Regions from separate parts of the Mus musculus genome. Here all the other regions are linked to region 3. Evidence: chromatin contacts called from public HiChIP or PLAC-seq and promoter capture Hi-C data. All regions are on one chromosome and are shown on one strand. The core of a region is the stretch at or near the end of the contact, and the rest is flanking DNA. Distances in the headings are between cores, read along the strand shown.

Region 1 (2,700 bases), core at 71-2,570, 340 kb after region 3:
ACTAAACAGCATTTGCTTCCCAGGGGTATAGAGAAACAGCCCCCACCCTTGCTCTGTACTTCTAGGATAACACTCAACACTCAGATTCCAAGACTGAGGGGACTGACCAAGCCTTAGTGCGTTCCCACTCCAGCGTGCCTGACAAAGACTAGGATCCTTGACAAGAGGACTGGCAGGAGAGAGGTGTGGTTCCCAAGAGAAAGCAGAACATTGTTATCAGAGGAAATAGCATTCCATTCATGGCAGGAAAACTGAGAGATTAGCTCTTAAGCAAGCAGAGTAATATCCAACCTCAGCCAGACCTTCAACAGTTGTACAGGCTATGATAAGGAGCAGGATGCTTAGCTGCTGTTGTGAGCTTTCCTCCATTTAAGACTGTGGCCCTAAACACAGTAAGGCCACCATTATTAAGAAGGCAGGATACCTTAGTATGCTCATGGAAAAAGAGATTTCCCCCAAGCCTTTTGTCAATTCTCTGTCAAAATGAAAATTGAGCAAAAAGTTATTTTGTTTTTTCAGTGCAGGTTTGCTCTGTGTATCCCTGGCTGTACTGGAACGTGCTCTGTAGATCAGGCTGGCCCAAACTCAGAGACCTGTCTGCTTCTGCTTCCTGAGTACTGTGATTAAAGAGGTATGTCACCATGCCTAGTTAAGCAAGAAATTTTTAATTCACAAAATTACAGAGGCTGGGAGTATAGTTGATAGTAGAACACTTATCTATCATGCCTTTGGCCTCAGAGTTGATTCCCAGGTTAGAAATGGGGAAAGGAAAGAGTATACAGACTGTGCAGGAGGTCTCTAAATCTACAGGAGCTTGTTTCTTGTTGTTGTTGTTTTGTTAGCTTGTTTGTGTGTTTCTTGTGTACATATGTTTTGTCATGACATAGCTGTTTCTAGCAGAACAATCTGCTTTATATAGAGTGAAAATCTGTTTACCTTTGAAACTGTAGAAATAAACTGCATTCATATTTGGCAACTTCTCAAACACTTGAATTATGGCTATGACCTCCTTCTAAAACACAATAATAATAATTGACCATTTTAGGCTTGAACACCTCCCATTTCTTTGAATAGTTTCTCCTGAAATGCTGCTACGCATCCATCCCTTTGGCCCCCTGCTGTGGATGTACTAGTTGTTCAGAGACTAGGGTTCGACCTACCCTGTTCCCGAACGGGATTCCAGACACAGAGAGTTCCACTTGGTCAGTATCACTTTAAGAAATATGATGCCCAAAATGGAAAGCAGCACTTCAGAGCCCGAAAGCAAATGCATGGCATTCAGTATTCTTCAGCAAGGCTGCCATATGTCACTAAGTGTTTCGGGATCTGCCGTCATTGAGGAGGAAGAACAAGACTGCAGGGGAGTCAAGGCAGAGTCCTGGGTAGTGTTCCAGTATCATTCAGTGTGAAATGAACCCTAAATAAGGAAAACAACAGATGCAGTGCGCTGCTTTTCATACAGAACTCCTAAGCATGGTAATGCCTTATCATAGTCACATTCCACTGTTGCCTCACGGCCCCCAAGGGAACTTCCCCAGGGATGTGTTAGAAGAGGAAACTGCCTTGAAAGAAATTTCTCAGGCACATTAGAACTGACAGAAATCACTTCTGATGTCAGGACTCAGTATGTTGGGACTCTAAGGAGGAACACAGATCAAGTGTGCTCTGTGAACTGCTCCAGCCTATGCTGAAAGCCATCTCCTGTCCTGAGGGGTTTACCAACCTCTAATGTGGCCATGAGGTGGCGAAATAAAGGGTAGAAAGGCAGAAGTTTATTATGCAGGCAGGTTTTGGTAACAGGATATCAAATACAGATTTGGCAGATTCAATACATTCCCCCCATGGCTATTAGTAAAAACTGACACAGAGGAGTCCCCTTTGATTTGCTGTTGACTGTAAGCTGTCTGGCTCCCTGTGATTTTACAACAGCTTTGGCTATTTCAGAGACTTAAAAAAAAAAAAAAAAAAAAAAAAAAAAAAAAAAAAAACAGCCCAAGAAGCATTTCATGCATTTATAAAGCATCTGAGAGATTATGGGTACTGGCGCCTGGGAATATTTCACATTCTCCCGACCCACAGCTGGCACCTCCTATTCATAAAGCACACATAGGCACATCTGCACAGGACACGGAGTAGCATGGATTATGTGTATGTTAACAGACATTTCAAATCCAAGCTTAAGTATTTACCTTCCAAGTCTCCTAAGCAATGGCAATCAATTCTCCCTAGTTTGTCTAGAGTCTATGCATAAACTCCTTCTTCTTACTATTGAATAGAGTGATGAACTGCTTGCTACTCCTGGAAATGGGACCATGGGCTTCCTCTCAGTTCATTTGTTTGTCTTACTTTATTTCCTTAGCTGCTTTGGAGTCTTGTTTTGAGAAAAATCAATGAACGCGGTGACTCTGGCAGGCACTGTGAACACACTACTCAGGGAAACTGGCATTGTGATGGCTGTATGACTGCACTGGTGACACAGCCCAGCTCCAGATGAAAGGTGTGTCACATTTGGAATGTGTAGAAGCATAGAAGGTTTCTTCCAGGCATGTTTTAAGAGAGGCCTTGCAAAACTTCTCTTGTTTGACAGGCCAGCCTGCAGCATAACTTTGACTCTCTCAGGAGGCACTCTACTCCCTGTATAATGTGAATGGCTGATCCCACAGGCAAAGTACTAAGCTACTTGTGGTTCAGTGGTAAGTA
Region 2 (2,700 bases), core at 133-2,632, 360 kb after region 3:
ATGTGCTATCATTATATCGTATAATTTTGTTAGAAAATTAAGCTTCTGAAAATCAACACCAGATTCATGGTTTTTGCTTTTAATATTTAACACATCAGTGTCCAACTAAAATACACAAAATATAAGTTGTTTGTTTGAGAAACTTTTTAAAAAAATTCTTAAAAGGTACAAGCAATCAAATCTTCTTTTGGCATTTTGTAATCTTGGTTCCTAAAGGTCTCACTTTAAGTGTTATCTACCAATTATCTGAGGAAACTGGGAGCCTCTATAATGTCTTTAATGCATCTTCCTAATGAGCAGGTACTCAGTGAGGGACCTGGCACATGCTCTGTGAATGTTACATATGACTAAGTGTAAGGCAACCAATGAATATACCACCATAAGATCTACTGTTTCTTCGGCATACACAGAGGTATTGCCGTTAAGGCAATGTCCCACGATCAGTTCCTGACCCAGTACTAGCTGACATTTGTTCTTGAAATCCTTCATGGCATGCCTGTCACAAACCTTCAGCCAAAAGCACTTTCACAATCTGGATACATTTAAGACCAATTCAAGCATGTAAAGTCATTTTAGGAAGTGAGTCCCACATCCCAAGGGCCCGGCTAAGGAGGGCCACATGTGAGAACAGGTGTGCCACTTCACTGAGCAAGAACCTGGAAATGTCAAGCGTTAGAACCACTCCAACTCAACCTGGCTTGCAGTCACACTTCTGGACCTGTGTCAATAAATGCCTCGCAAAGATGGGGACTGAGAAATGCTCTGCATGAATTCAGAATTACTGGAAACAAACCAGCACTTTTTTTTCTCCAAAGGGACTACTTGAGGAGAGGGTCTCTGCCTTCCATCTTCTAAGAAAGCATTCATTTAAGAGATTTCCATCTCTTACAGAACAGTTCACAGTATGCAACACCACTTGCTTTGACATCCCTGAGTCTAAGCTCTTTCAAGTTGGATTGCATGCCATCTTGCAAGAGGACAGGACACCAAGCTGAGTTCCTTGTCAGTTTCAGAATAATCTCCTGTGCTTTGCAAATGAGAAACTAATAGCACGAACCTGGCCCTGGCGTCACAGACCCTTTCAACTCGGCGCCTCCCCTAAAGGGCACTCGGTGTTCTGCAACCTATCAGTCAGCTCTGGGGCAAGAGCAAACAATTCCTTTCTGTTACAATAACTTGTATCCAGGAAAAAAAACAGGCGCTCTGTAACATAGCAGCCAGAGAAAAGTTTACTAGATTTAGCCAATCAGAGGCTGGGGAGCTCTGCCAAGTTAACATGTTTCTCTCCGCCTCTAAATGAACTCATGATTGAAATATGGCATTGAACTTTTTTTTTTTTTAAGGGAAGGGGTGTAGGAAAGAAAAGCCACTGCAGAAAAGAACTCGGGCTTGTGCGGAGTGTGGCTAGGAAGTGTGTGCTTGTCACTGAACCCTGAGTGGGTCCTGTAACCTTTGCCTTCCACTGGGTGGAGCAGGTCCTTTAAGAGCAACTGGAATGCAGTTCCCCTGATCAGCTTAGCCAGTTATTCAAAACCTCTGCTAGCCCTAGAGAGCAGTGCTCACTTCAGACCAACCAGCCTCCTGTGCTTCTAGCTTGAGCAAGAAGTTTCCAGCGGGGAAGTAAGTTTCTAGCTGCCCAGCCATGGGAGAGGACGCTGCACAGGCAGAAAAGTTCCAGCATCCAAACACAGACATGCTCCAGGAGAAGCCATCCAGCCCCAGCCCAATGCCTTCCTCCACACCGAGCCCCAGCCTGAACCTGGGGTCCACAGAGGAGGCCATCCGAGACAACTCGCAGGTGAATGCTGTCACCGTGCACACACTCCTGGATAAATTGGTCAACATGCTGGACGCCGTGAGGGAGAACCAGCACAACATGGAACAGCGTCAGATCAACCTGGAGGGCTCGGTGAAGGGCATCCAGAACGACCTCACCAAGCTCTCCAAGTACCAGGCCTCCACCAGCAACACAGTGAGCAAGCTGCTAGAGAAGTCTCGCAAGGTCAGCGCTCACACGCGGGCTGTCCGGGAGCGCCTCGAGAGGCAGTGTGTCCAGGTGAAGAGACTGGAGAACAACCACGCCCAACTCCTCCGACGCAACCACTTCAAAGTGCTCATCTTCCAGGTCAGTGTCCCCAGCATACCCCTCCACCTACTTGAGCTCAGTCCTCCGAGCTTTCAAGGCCATCTTCCCATCTGCCCTGCCAGTCAAGCTTCTCTCTCACACACAAAGCTTTGTCTTCTAGCTGCCTGCTGCAGGCAACTGTGAAATGTGGCCATAAGGATTGGAATCTCCCCCATCCTTCAGGCAATGCCTGTGTGCCTGGCAAGCTGGGGACATTTGTCAGTGAACACCTAGATGCACTTGGTTAAGGGTGAGAAACTGAGCAGGTGCGGGCACCCACTCTAGTCAAATTCATTTGTCTCTTTTCATTAGGAACTTGCGGCTGCGATTGCAGCTGTTAGCTGGACAGGGCAAATTAATCCAGTGGCTGTTTATTAACTCTTAGTGGAAGTGAGGTAACTGTGTGAAGGATTTGTTTTCTTTTGCTCTGACCAAGACACACACAACCTTTAAACCATCCTTTTTCCAAGGGCCCCTGGTGTTTGGGAAATTACCAGAATGGAAAGTTGAACTAGTCTTGTTCTTGAAGTCATCTTTTGTCAAAGCAATCTCTAGTTTGTCTCTAGAAAATGATG
Region 3 (2,700 bases), core at 192-2,691:
AAGATTCAGGAGGTTATGGGAGGGCGATACAAGGAAATTTAAAGAAAGAGAAAGGGGAAAGCTTTTGAAAGAAAGGAAGAAGGAGAGAAGGAGAAAGGAAAGAGAAATAGAGCAGGAGTATATATGTATAATGTGAATGAAAAAATACCATAAATAACTGAATGATACAAACGCAAAAGGAAACCTCTTTGGTGCAAGGCACCAAGAACCCTGTGACTGCAGTAGTGACCTGAGTCGTAGGAGACAGACTCTTCTCTCCATCTATGTCCCAAAAAGCTCTGGGCCCTGAGAACTAACATGCCATTAAGCTAAAGAGTGTGTCTAACTGCGTGGAGTGCAGCAGAAGGAAGGCTGATATCTCTCTGCTGTTTCTGCTGGGGCTAAGGAGAACCAAGCGGAGGTAGTGACTCCTGCCGGGCTAGGCTCCCTTGCCTCTCCCAGGTAGCTGGGGATCCACAGACAAGGTGTAAAACGCCCAAGTCTAACGCCCAATCACTCCAAGCTCTCCTCCGGGATGCCGCTTCTCTGTGGATTCGCCCTGTAACCCATTCTCAGCTTGGATTCAGAGAAGTCTCTCGCTGCTCCTCCGGCCTCCTGTCCAGACCAAAATTGACCTTCCAACAACATTTTGTTGAACCTTTTAGACAGCCCCACAAATAGGTTCCGGTCTGTACCTTACCAAAGAGCTCCAGGGAAAGAGAATCAAATCTAGCAGGCTGAGCTGCGGAGAGCCTGGAAGGGATAGGAGGCACAGGGAGAATGGGGAGAGCCAGCGAAACTGGCTGCTCCAGCCTGGCGAGCACTGTCGGGCTTGCTCGGGGAGCTAGCTGCTGCTGCTGCTTTAAGCCACCAGAGTCTTTTGGCTCTCGCACTGCCGCCTCTTGCCCTCTTTTCTCTGCCACCGCCTAGAGAAGCATCCTAATGCTTCTTAAGCTACCAGGACATGCCCAGCCTGGATCTCTTTCCCGGACCGGCGGCGCCAACGGGACGCCCTCTGCTCCCTACCCGCTTCCCCTATTGCCCTGTGGCTGCGGGTCCTCCACCTACTCCGCCCCCACCACATCCAGCTGGAAGACAAGGCCACCCAGCCGCAGCGGGTGCTGTCAGCCCGGGGTCACGCACAGAAGAGAGGCGCGAGCCTGGACCTCGCACACAGTAGGGGGCGTCATGGAGCAGAGAAGCCAGGCAAGTGGGAGAAAGAACGTGGGAGTAGCCGCCCTGAAGCCTGAGCTTCTCCCAGGAGCCATCCCGCCTAGACCCACTCGGGTTAGAGCCTAGAGAACTAGCCCATCTGTGGCATCAGTGGCCGCCTCCTCCTTGCACCTCCTCACCGACCCCTCCCTCCCGGGACCTGCATCGCGCTCCGCCAATCAGAGTCCGACTGCCGCTTCCCACGTGACCCCGGGCGGGCTAAGGACCTGCTGCTTCCCAAACGCCAGAGGGATGCGGGCGGCAGAGCGCGAGAGGCGGCGGCTGGGCTGCGGGGCGCTGTGACTGTCCCTCCACCCAGTCTGGTCGCGCTCTTCTCTTCGGCCGATTGGCCGCCTCCTCTCCGCACCCTGGTTTCTGTCTCCTGCTCCTCCTTTGCCCCGACCCTGTTCCTTATGGCAGCAGCTCCTTGCATCGGGGGCGCAGCTTCTCAGCGGACTATCCTCTCACTCCGCAGGCTGAGCCCGGTCACTGGATGTTGCTGAAACTCCGGAGATCATGCTCTCCTTTGGTCGCAGTATCACCGCCGGCTGTCCCTGCCGCCGCCCCCTCCTCTGCTGCCGCGGTCCGCGGGATGCTCAGTAGCCCGCTGCGTGGCCCCTGCGATCCCGTGTTCTTCAGAAGCCTTTGGTTGCTGCAGAGTTGCGCGAAGTAGTCATGGTGCTGTGGGAGTCCCCGCGGCAGTGCAGCAGCTGGACACTTTGCGAGGGCTTCTGCTGGCTGCTGCTGCTGCCCGTGACGCTGCTTATCATAGCCCGCCCGGTAAAACTCGCTGCTTTCCCTACCTCCTTAAGTGACTGCCAAACGCCCACCGGCTGGAACTGCTCCGGTAAGTCCAGACCCTCAGCCCTCTACTTCACTTCTCCAAGCGCGGAACCCGCACAGACCTGTCTACTCTCATATGTCTGCCCAGCCACTGCCTGAAACCCAGAACTTCCCACCTCAATCCTGAGAAACATTGAGAACTGCTTCAGCTAAGGCTGGGCGTGCTGGGATAGGAACAAAGTACAGGTGTGGGGAACCATAGATGTTTGCCCCTTTCAAATCGGAGGATTTAGAGAAATACTACAGAGGTAGTTCTCCATCCTGGGGGAAAACACTAACGCAGAACATTTCCCATCATTAAAAAAAATAAAAATAAAAATAAAAGAGTCTAGCCTGGATGTGCGAAAAATAACTTTATGAGAAAGAACAATCAAGAAAGCAATAAATCAAATGATGACTGCAGGGAAACTGTTAAGGCTGCCGAAAATGCTTCTGAATGCAGGGGTTTTCTAGTCAGCACTGGGCCACAGATAATTCTAAGGAGGCAAGTTTCCAGGAACGGAGTCTCTCTCTCTCTCTCTCTCTCTCTCTCTCTCTCTCTCTCTCTCTCTCTCTCTCTCTCTCTCTCTTCCTCCTCTCCTCTCCTCTCCTCCCCTCCCCTCCCCTCCCCTGCCCTCCCTTCTCCTCTCCTCTCCTCCCCTCTCCTCTTCCTCCCCCTTTTCTTTC

What was found. Promoter capture Hi-C pulls out the DNA fragments that hold promoters and counts their contacts. HiChIP or PLAC-seq counts read pairs in DNA pulled down with a chosen protein or histone mark.
Region 1: a contact with region 3 is called in an H3K4me3 HiChIP or PLAC-seq map of forebrain, with 4 times the contacts expected there. The contact joins the enhancer-like site here to the promoter of Tmeff2 in region 3. A contact is called at or near these places in 1 of 484 Hi-C or Micro-C datasets (cortical neurons), 5 of 115 datasets of contacts at active chromatin or transcription factors (astrocytes, embryonic stem cells and forebrain) and 1 of 9 other capture datasets (liver).
Region 2: a promoter capture Hi-C map of embryonic stem cells shows a contact between it and region 3, with 6 times the contacts expected there. The contact joins the promoter of Cavin2 here to the promoter of Tmeff2 in region 3. A contact is called at or near these places in 9 of 39 promoter capture datasets (3T3-L1-derived adipocytes, the C10 cell line, cranial neural crest and 6 more), 2 of 484 Hi-C or Micro-C datasets (the N1E-115 cell line and uterus), 8 of 115 datasets of contacts at active chromatin or transcription factors (astrocytes, embryonic hindbrain, embryonic stem cells and 3 more) and 4 of 9 other capture datasets (adipose tissue, embryonic stem cells, liver and 1 more).

What each region holds. Positions count from the first base shown.
Region 1 is chr1:51,265,916-51,268,615 of GRCm38.p6, forward strand. The region is part of intron 2 of 9330175M20Rik (RIKEN cDNA 9330175M20 gene); the gene reads right to left. Among named protein-coding and RNA genes, the nearest start is that of Cavin2, 22 kb to the right of the region's middle. Within about 2 kb of position 1,321, at least 61 of the 459 cell types and tissues checked have an H3K27ac peak or open chromatin away from gene starts, as enhancers often do. A contact at or near this core is called in cortical neurons and forebrain, where this site is marked.
Region 2 is chr1:51,287,744-51,290,443 of GRCm38.p6, forward strand. It overlaps Cavin2 (caveolae associated 2), which reads left to right and starts at 1,383. Exons shown (of 2, transcript NM_138741.1): 1 at 1,383-2,125. The coding sequence starts at 1,643. All of the region lies in intron 2 of 9330175M20Rik (RIKEN cDNA 9330175M20 gene), which reads right to left.
Region 3 is chr1:50,926,082-50,928,781 of GRCm38.p6, forward strand. Tmeff2 (transmembrane protein with EGF-like and two follistatin-like domains 2) reads left to right here and starts at 1,442. Exons shown (of 10, transcript NM_019790.4): 1 at 1,442-2,038. The coding sequence starts at 1,867.